Regions from separate parts of the Sus scrofa genome. Here all the other regions are linked to region 1. The links are chromatin contacts, called in public Hi-C and promoter capture Hi-C maps. All regions are on one chromosome and are shown on one strand. The core of a region is the stretch at or near the end of the contact, and the rest is flanking DNA. Distances in the headings are between cores, read along the strand shown.

Region 1 (2,979 bases), core at 215-2,714:
TCTGCTCCAGCAAACACCTGGCACTTCACCAAACATGGCAATGTCAAACCTTTCAGCCACACTATCAAAATAAGACATACATGTTCCTGATTCTCATCCTTTGATTCATTCATTAATTTCCTATTGAAAAAATTGGTCTACAGCATACCAGGCACTGCTCTAGGTATAAGTTCCTACTCTCATGAAGCTTACATACTAGTGGGATAAACTAAACAAATATGTGTACATGTCAGGTGGTGATAAACACCAAGAAGGAACATTCAACAAGGGGAGGGAAACCACCATTTATCGCTGCTTCCCGTTTGCCTTTCTTCACTTCTCCATGAAACTTTCCTTAGTCTTCCAAGCAAGAATAAATTATTCAATGGGAAAACATTCAGCATTTTCTGAGGATCTATGTGCTAGGCATAAATAAGTCATAGCTACAAACTATAGTCCAAACAGAGAGAAAGATGTTTATTTCGCAAACATTACATAACACTATATGCCTGACAATATATTCAGCGCTTTACAAAAATCAATGCACTTCTCATTACAGCCCTAGAAGGCTGTACATATATGGAAAATGAAGCACAGAGAGGTAAAGTAATATGCCTGAGGTCACACAGAGTTACTGGCAGGGCTAACGCTGGAACACGGTCCGTGTTCCTAAACACCAGCTCTGGGTTATGCCACATAACTGCTAAAAAGCAATCTCCCTAGACAATAATGATATGAACAAAAAGCTAAGGTGCACGTAGGAGCAGGGACCTAAGAGAACAAGCAACAGTTCCTTAGAGAAAGTGATGCACTGCCTTGAAAGATGTGTTCTGTACCTCTACTTGGCAAATACTATGTGTCTATCCTAAGAGAGGGTAGCTAGCTGTCAGTCCTAGGAGATATCCTACTGTATCCTAGTAGAGGGGGCACTATCTGTTTTCAGTCCTGCAAACACCTGGCACACCACTAGGTGTTCAACAAAAATCTGTGGAACAATGCAGGAGTGGCCAGCACTCAGAACAGAGGGTTCCTTCGACAAAGAGCTTGGTTCCTGTCCCCAAGATCCCAAAGTCCCAAGCCACTCAAACCTGGCCAGTGATGGCCCTGGCAAGCTACCCAGAGGGTCGGATCCAGGCAGAAGGAAACCTCCCGGCCGACCCTCTTTGCCCCACGCCCCCTGCTCACCTCCCCCCACACATTTGCCCCACCAGATCCCCCTCTCCTTACTACCTCCGGGCAAGAGCAAGGAGGCCGAGGCAGCGGCGGCTTGGGTGACCGGGATAAAGGGCACGTTGAAGCTGAACTCCGTGGCCGAGGAGGAGAAGAGTAAGTTGGTGCCCGACGAAGACGCGGAGGCGGCGCCGCCACCACCGTTAGGTTTCCTCTCGGCCATGGCTGCAGCCCACCGTCCGTTACACGTCTCCAACTGGCCGGTGCCGCACCACCGGCCGGAAACCGAACACAGTCGGGGCCAACACACTTCCGCACTTGCGCACAAGGTGCCGGAACTCCGTGCGGCTGGTCAGCTGTAGTCTCCTTACCCCTCAGAGGCTGCCAGAGATCAACATGGCGGCGCTGGCTTCACGCCCGCGTCCTAGCACGTGACACCCTCGACCGCAGGCCGGGTGTGGTGGAAACGCTGGTCCAGGCTGGGGCAGGAGTGTGGAAGGAGTGCTTTGGGTAGTTGGTTAAGGCATGAACTGACGCCGAAAGTCTCGGGTTGCGGGGGTGCTCTGGGCGTCCTAAAAGTATCCACAGGGGCGGTTAACTGGATAACTGAAGAATTGCTGAAGCCGGCAGGCGCAGGTACCAGACAGAGGGAAGAAAAAGTGTGGGCCGTTTGTAGCAAAGGTCTAGCCAAACACAGCCACTCTAGCACACACATCTGACCCGCCCACGCGTCTTCCTGGGCTGGACTGAACTCTTGTCATTAGCCAAAAAATAGAAATGGTAAAACTTCTGAAGTCTTTACGCCAAAGGAAAGAAAAAAAAATGTTTTTAAGAGAAACTATGGAGTTGACATTAGGCATGTGACTTTTTAAATAGCTTTTTAATACCTGTCTACAAAATCCGACTAGGTTATTTCTAAAATGCACTGTGGATAATTTGGATATAAATGTAATCTTTCACAAAGTTAGAGATTATGAAAGAAAAAATAACTATCAACCTCTCGGAGTGGGGGAGGGGGGATAAAGAAATCCCAAAAGATTTCATTGGGCATAATGAAACTACTCTCTCCCGTAGCTGTTCACACCTATATAGTACCTGTTTATTAACTAATTCAATAACGATGTAATGTGCTTACTGTCAAAGAAAAACAAAGCCAGACACTAGTCTAAAGCAGTAAGGATAAATTTTATTCAGTAATAACTATTGCGTTAGGGAAGTGGGTGCATCATGAACTGAACTGAACTTCCCCAAAGCAAAAGGCTGTGGGATGTGCTAAGGCAAAGGCACTGAGGGTGCCACAGGGTGTTGGTCCATGTCACTGGTCCACCTGGGTTTGTTAATTGGCACTTACCAGCAGGAGAAATAAACTTTCCATATCTTTATGACAGGCAGTGGTACAAGTGAGAGCAAGGTACCTAGGAGGCTGGGAGGAGACAGCTCTCAGGTCCTTGAGAAGAAGTTCTGAGTGACAAGATTTATATCTCGAAGGGGCGAAAGGATTTGTCATTGCAGCTTTTTAAAGTAACTGCTGTAAGGGAGGTTGAGGGGGCCATATGCCTATCACCTGGTTTGGATTGGAAGAGTAAATTCCCCTGGCAATGATGGCCTTTCTTAGGCAGGGATTTTAAGGTGGACAGGGTTCATCCTGGGGACATGTGCTTGAGCTACTAGTAGCCATGCTGGTGTTTGGTCAAGGAGTCTTTGTCATTCCTATGGGTGGTCAAGGCACTATACTAAATGCTAGGGATACTGTGGTGTATAAGATAGACACAGGACCCTTCCTTCTTAGACTTACAATCTGGTCAGGAAGACAGACAACTAAACACACAA
Region 2 (3,226 bases), core at 186-2,685, 640 kb after region 1:
CTTTTTCTTTTCTCTTTTTCCCATCTCAAGGAAGAGTCAAAAAGTGTTTATATTCTTGACTTGGAATCTTACCCACTCCATGAAGATATTCCCTACCAGCCAAGTGCAGAAAATCTAATGATTTGCATCCGAAACGCATCAAGCATCAGCACACTTACCTTTCTCTTCTTAACTGAGCCAAAAAAAAAAAAAAAAAATTCACTTATCTCTCCCCCTCCCCAAAGGGGGAAAAAAAACCTACCCCTGAAATCCTTCATTATTTTCTAGGTGATCTGTACAGTCACTCTCTCTTGTCACTGTATGAACAAACGAATTCCTCAACATCTTACTTTGCCATTAAAAGGCTTCTTTCCACACGACGGGATTTCCCTAAGAAACATTCCCAGCGGATGGTTTCCAGCAATAGCCTATATCAACTCTGCCTGCGCAAGCAAAGACTTGGCTTCTGCTAATTCCACCCCCACCCCCAGCGCACACCAATTCACTCGCACAACCATCCTGGGCCGACTCGAAAAAGCTATTTCACTTGCATGTTTGCCCATCTCTTCCTGAATGAATGCTTTTCCAACTGACCTTTCAACAGCTGCCGAGATGGCACGATCTGCTAAGGTTAGAGCTGGAAACTAGGGGATATTTTAGCATCCTAATCCCTGCAACCTCAACGTTTCTCCTTCTCTGCCCAAGTCCAGATTCCCTGAGCACTAGGGCAGGAACCCTGAAGTGTTTGCAGAGCAGCTCTCTGAGGTGTCCTGCTTGCGACCAACTCACTGCGGGCATCCTGCATACTCACAGCCCCAGCCCACAAGCCGCCCGACACCCGCACCCCGGCCCGCGGCGAATGCGCCAGGCACCAGCCCTGCCTCTTACCTTCCCTGGCTTTCAGCAAGACCGTGTTGGCCACGATGTTTTCCAGCTCCATTGACAGTCGGCGGTCAGCGAGGAAGCCGGCCGGCGGGGCTGTCAGCTCCTAAGGGTGCTGCCGCTGCTACTGCCGCTGCTCGGGCTGCTGCCGCTGCTGCCGGAGCCGGGAGCAAGCAGCCCGCCTTGCCTACCGCATTATTCCGGCTCTTATCCCTCGGAGTTTTCCCCCTCTGCAAAGAGGAGCCGCCGCCGCCGCTTCTTCCTCCCTCTGTGTCCCCCCTCCCCCCTCCCTCAACTGTCTCCCCCCACCCCCCACCCTCCGCGTTTCTCTGTCACTCCATTCTCCTCCCCTCGGGCTCCCTCGGATGCTTTAATGCCTCGGATGCTTCTGCCTCCCCTCTGTCCCTCCCGGGGGTGTGGTACTAACTGGCTCGGGCGGCTGCACAGCGCAGGCGCCAGGATGGGCCGCGCCTCCCGCCTCGGCGCTCGCGGCGCGGGGCCTGCTGGGACTTGTAGTACCAGAGTCCACGAGCCGCCCTGAGACTTGTACTCCGAAGGCGGGCGCGGATAAGGGGTGGTCCGCGGCTGCGGAGGGTAGCGGGAGAAGCAAAGGCAGTCCGGCCGAGCCGGAGCCCCGGATTCGCACGTCCACGCCCGGGGCTCCGGCTCGCCCGCTTCCGGCCCTCCCGAGAACCCAGAAAGCGAAGAGCACGGACCACGGCGGCGGCGGCGGGCGAAGTGCTGCGGCCGGGCAGGAGCCGGTGCGGGTCCTGGGCGCCCCTCGGAGCGTGCCCGGGGTTGGAGGGAGGTCAAGCCAGCCCAAGCGCGCGCTGCACCCCCCTTCCTCCCGGTCACGCCGGGCCCACGCGGGGGCTGCAGCCCAGAGGCGGTGGCCAGGCGCGCCCGCGGGCCCTGGACGCGGCGACCGGCCACTGTGCGCCGTCTCAGACGCACACGCGCTCGGTTGCTGACAAAGGTGTACTTTGTTTCCTCCGAGGGCGCGAAGGGGTCTATGAGTCGGCGGCGACTCGGCACCGGCAACCGCGCAGCCCGAGCGCCCCCTGGCGGCCTCGGGGTGGATGTGCAGCGGCGAGTCCACGCGGACCGCGGCACCACCTCCTGGCCCTCTGCGCCTGGAACCTCCCGCGCTGCCGGGCTGCAACTCTCGGCGGGGCGGGGGGCGTGCATTCCGGCGTGGTAAGCGGCTGGTCCTGTTAATAACCTGCCTTCCAGCACCCGAGGCCCGCAAATGACCGCTCGTCATTACATGCAAACTCATTCCCATCAATAAAAACACAGATGGAATCGCTGGAGTCAGGAACGTTAATAAGAAACAGCACCCGGCCGGTATTGGGAATTAGTTTTCAAATTCTTTGCCTATTTATCTTGGGGCTCTTAGCGCTTTTCCACTGTATGTTCAGGACATCAGACCCCAGATCTGCGCTCAGCGTCCCTTGCTTCGTCTCAAGGCCCCCGCTCCTGGGAAATGGGACTTGGGACACCTGGGGTCTGCGATGAGTTATCCTCCAGTCTAGTTGAGGGGAGGGCTGGCCCTAAGGAACAATGAGGCCTTTGCCTCATCTGCATCCTGAAGGCCGGATATCCGTTCAGAAGTCGGGCCCCGGGCCTTCTGTGTCCTAAAGGAGAAAGCCTTCCAACCCCAGGGTTGCCTGGAAGTGGGAGGGAGGCGCCCAGAGAGAGAAAGGGAGAACAATTATTGTGCACTGGAGAAAACAAAGAAATGAATAGACTCTCCAGGCCTTGGAAACGTGGACGGTCACTGATTTAACAGCGCAGGATTGTCTTGTTTCGTGGTAGAGTGTACCCACCACCACCACTTCCTTGTATCTGCATATGGGTCAGTGGGTCTCCCTGGGCCTCACAAGTCTTGTCTGCAAAGTGGGGGCAATAACAGTTGGCTTGTCAGAAGGCAGGGAGCAGAGCAGATGACACCTCAGGCATCTTCCACTCTAAGAAATTATTCGAAGCATCCCAGCCTTGGCCTTGGCTTACATGTGCACCTGCCCAGAGCCCTAACTTACAGTGAAAGATTCTCTCAGACAGAATCCTAGAGCTGGCAGTATCTCAGAGCTCACCAACCAGTGGGCTAAAATTGAATACCTTTAGATGGCTAGTGCTCCACAAAGGCCTTCTCAAACTTTCTTGTGCATACAGATCACCTAAGGGATCTTAAAATGCAGCTTCTGTTTCATTTGGTCCAAGGTGGATCCTGAGAGTCAGCCATTTCTAACGAACTCCAAGCTTCAGTCAATCTTGCTGGTCCATGGACCACACTTTAACAAAGCTCAGCAGTTAACCATAATCTCCACTACTCTTTACTCTCTTTCTTTTTCTTTTCTTTTTT
Region 3 (3,361 bases), core at 368-2,867, 670 kb after region 1:
AACCCACTGAACAAGGCCAGGGATTGAACCTGCAACCTCATGGTTCCTAGTCGGATTTGTTAACCACTGAGCCACGACAGGAAGTCCTGGGCATGTCTTTCTTGACATAAGAGAAGCCATTTTTGGTCTAGGCTATTCCGTGATCTAAGCCTGGCCATGGTGTTTGTCCTTGAATGGGTCTCAGTAGTTAATGACCTAAAAGGAATGAAAGAATGCAGAAACAAATGACTTGTCAGGCAAGAGAAGTAATTACAGCAAAGATAATGCATCAGTTGTAAAATCTTCTAGGTCTGTTTCAGTGGTACAGATTGGCCTAAGGCCCTCAACTGCCAGACCAACTGGAACCTAAGGGATAATGTTGACCTTTTCTGACTCTCATGACTTCAATCAACTACAGCTTGGGGAGTTTCCGATGTGGCTCAGCAGGTTAAGACGTGACATAGCGTCCATGAGAAGGTAGGTTCAATCCCTGGCCTCACTCAGTGGGTTAAGGATCTGGCATTGCTGCAAGCTGCATCATAGGTTGAAGATGTAGTTTAGATCTAACATTGCCTTGGCTGTGGCATAGGCCTGCAGCTGCAGTTCCAATTTCACCCTTAGCCTGGGAACTTCCATATGTTGCAGTGCGGTCCTAAAAAGAAAAAACAAACAAACAAAAACATATGAACTAAAGTTTGGATTCTGTCTGCCACCCAAGCCCCTTCTTGAATATGCATGTTCCCTTAGCTTAAAACTAACCAAATCTGGCTGTTTGAGGAGATACTGCTTTGGGACAGATCCTCCATGTTTTCTTTACTTGCAGCAAGTAATAAATGCTTCCTTCTCCAGATCTTTGCCTGGGTTGTGTCTTTTGGCTCCATATCCACCAAGAGGTGGATCCAGTTTTTCAGATAACAGGCTTGGCCTTTGGAAAATGCCCACTTAGAGTTTACATTTTGTCACACTTACTGTAAGGCCACTGTATGATTTTTATCATGTTTAATGAACTTGCTTCAAAGTACCATGTTCCCCCTGAGCACTTGGCTTTACTAATTGAGAGAAAACACATTTTAAATTTGTCCCAATTCCCCCATTGTTGTGAAGGGAAACCAAAATGGGAGCTCACGCATCATCCAGGGATTTTCAGGACAACAAAGCCTTGCAGGGTCTGACCCACTCTGCTTATTAATCGGCTAAAATTTCATTGATAACTAATGCCATTTCGTGCAGAAGCCTGTGGTCGAAATAGGAAACGGATCCTTTTACTGCAACAATAATCCACGGAGGTTAACAAAAAAGTAACAAGTATAGAAATATCTAGCTTCCTGCCTGGATTAGTCCTAGAGGTTGGGGCAACAAACAGAAACAAAGTGTCGCTTTCACAAGCATTTAGCTACTTAGAAGCTTTAACGGGAATTATCCCAACCGGAAGCCGGGCCGAGGGACCCAGCGATTGGGACGTTTACAGCCAGAGGGTGCCCAAAAGGCGGCGAGGGCATAGGACTCCGGGTCCTGGCTCCCGGCTCCATCCCTGGCCAGGGCTGCAACCCAGGCCCCTCCCTGCCCGCCGAGGCCCCGCCCATCTGGCCACGCCCCCGTAGATCCCGCCTTCTTTGCTTCTCTGGCCCGAGGCCCCAGTGCGCACCGAAGATGGCGGCGGCGGCGGCGGCGGCGGCGGGAAGGTTGCTCCGGGCTTCGGTGAGTGGCTGCTGGCGGGGCACAGGCGCGGAGGCACTGAGGTGGCTCCGAGAACGTGCTTTTCAAATGGGATCCCGCTCCCTTGCGGCCTGGGGGTCTTTCACCCTCTCTGAGGATGTCAGAGGGTAACGGACCTGAGGCCTCCTCTTCTAGGGAAGGCTCCCTGCGCGTGCGCATAACTGCCCTTCCCCCACCCCACCTCGCGGTCCCCTACCCAAATCCCTCTTCCCTCCTAGTCGTGGGTCCCCAGTCCCCTCTCCACCTGAGCACCTGGCTCTGGAGGCAGGCGACCTGGCCCTTGATTCCGTTCTGGGACCGACTCTATGACCTTGAACAAGTGACTTCTTCGTCTTTCTGAACCTGTTAACTTTCCTAACTCAACATAGAATGATGCCTGCCTATCTCAAGGTTTCCGTGAGCATCCACTTAAGTGCTGGATGAAAACCAAAATGTTCAAGTAACCAAAGGGCTTACGTGCAAAAGGCACTTTTTCCTTACTCTCCAGGGCCAGCCGGCCCTGCTATTTTTCTCTCGCAAAGCCTGGTACCCTCTTGCTGTCCGCTCTCCCCTTTCTCATGCTGGGGTTCAACGCAGGCTGGTCCTGAGTCACGCCAAACACTGAAGTTAAGCAAACCTTTGCCTTGAGCCCTGTCCAAACTCTCCCAGAGGCTGAACTTTGCTCTATTTGTTTGCTTCTCTGTAGAGCTTGAAAGGGCCTTGTCTTTTCCAAGGAAAACCTTGACATTGTAGAACAAGTTCAGAAGTTCTGCTGGAAAAGGGCCTGGCCAAGTCTCCTTGGTTTTTTAATCCTCTGGGTTGCTGTTAAAAGCATGGAGTCTTTGTGTTTTTATAAATCCCCCCTGCCTTGCAGTCTTTTTTTTTTTTTTTGGCTGCACCCACAGCATGCTGAAGTTCCAGGTCCAGGGATTGAACTCGGTCCCCTGCAGTGACCATGCCAGATCCTTAACCTGCTGAGCTACCAGGGAGCTCCCTTGCAGTCTTTTTCCCCCCTTCATTTATTTATATATATTTTAAAATAAAAGTTATATGTATTTGAAGTGTACATTATGATTCCATGTACATATACATAATGAAATGATAAATACAGTCAAAGTAATGAACATATCTCTTCATATCGTTACCTTTATTTATTTACTTATTTATTTTTGCTTTTTAGGGCCGCACCCGCAGCATATGGAAGTTCCCAGGCTGGGGTCAAATCAGAGCTACAGCTGCCGGCCTACGCCACAGCCACAGCCACGTGGGATCCGAGCTGAGTCTTCGACCTACACCACCGCTCACAGCAGCACTAGATCACTGACCCACTGAGCGAGGCCAGGGATCAAACCCACATCCTCACTGATACTCGTCAGATTGTTTCTGCTGTGCCACAGTGGGGACACCCCACATAGTTACCTTTTGTGTGTGATTGTACCTGAAAACTACTCTTAGCATATTGCCAGCGTTCAGTGTAGTTTAAGCATAGTCAATATGCTTGTACATTAGCTATCCAGACTTATCTACACAGTTGCAACTTTGTACCCTTTGACCACCATCTCCCAACATCCCTCCCACCTGGCAGTCCTGAGGGATAAGGAAGCAGAAGGGAATTTTGAGAACATGGAGATCCAGTCCATGCTCTTGGAGTTTGGTATTTTGTTCCCAGGAATAGGGACGGCTGAGG

What was found. Promoter capture Hi-C pulls out the DNA fragments that hold promoters and counts their contacts. Hi-C and Micro-C count contacts between places; a contact is called where the count stands out from the background.
Region 2: a promoter capture Hi-C map of liver shows a contact between it and region 1, with 4 times the contacts expected there. The contact joins the promoter of GRK5 here to the promoter of SEC23IP in region 1. A contact is called at or near these places in 1 of 5 promoter capture datasets (liver) and 1 of 2 datasets of contacts at active chromatin or transcription factors (alveolar macrophages).
Region 3: a contact with region 1 is called in a Hi-C map of liver, with 7 times the contacts expected there. The contact joins the promoter of PRDX3 here to the promoter of SEC23IP in region 1. A contact is called at or near these places in 2 of 47 Hi-C or Micro-C datasets (liver and skeletal muscle) and 1 of 2 datasets of contacts at active chromatin or transcription factors (alveolar macrophages).

The regions. Positions count from the first base shown.
Region 1 is chr14:129,756,764-129,759,742 of Sscrofa11.1, reverse strand. SEC23IP (SEC23-interacting protein) reads right to left here and starts at 1,464. Exons shown (of 20, transcript XM_021073464.1): 1 at 1,210-1,464. The coding sequence starts at 1,372.
Region 2 is chr14:129,112,142-129,115,367 of Sscrofa11.1, reverse strand. GRK5 (G protein-coupled receptor kinase 5) reads right to left here and starts at 1,435. Exons shown (of 16, transcript XM_001928584.6): 1 at 868-1,435. The coding sequence starts at 919.
Region 3 is chr14:129,089,046-129,092,406 of Sscrofa11.1, reverse strand. It overlaps PRDX3 (peroxiredoxin 3), which reads left to right and starts at 1,617. Exons shown (of 7, transcript NM_001244531.1): 1 at 1,617-1,677. The coding sequence starts at 1,630.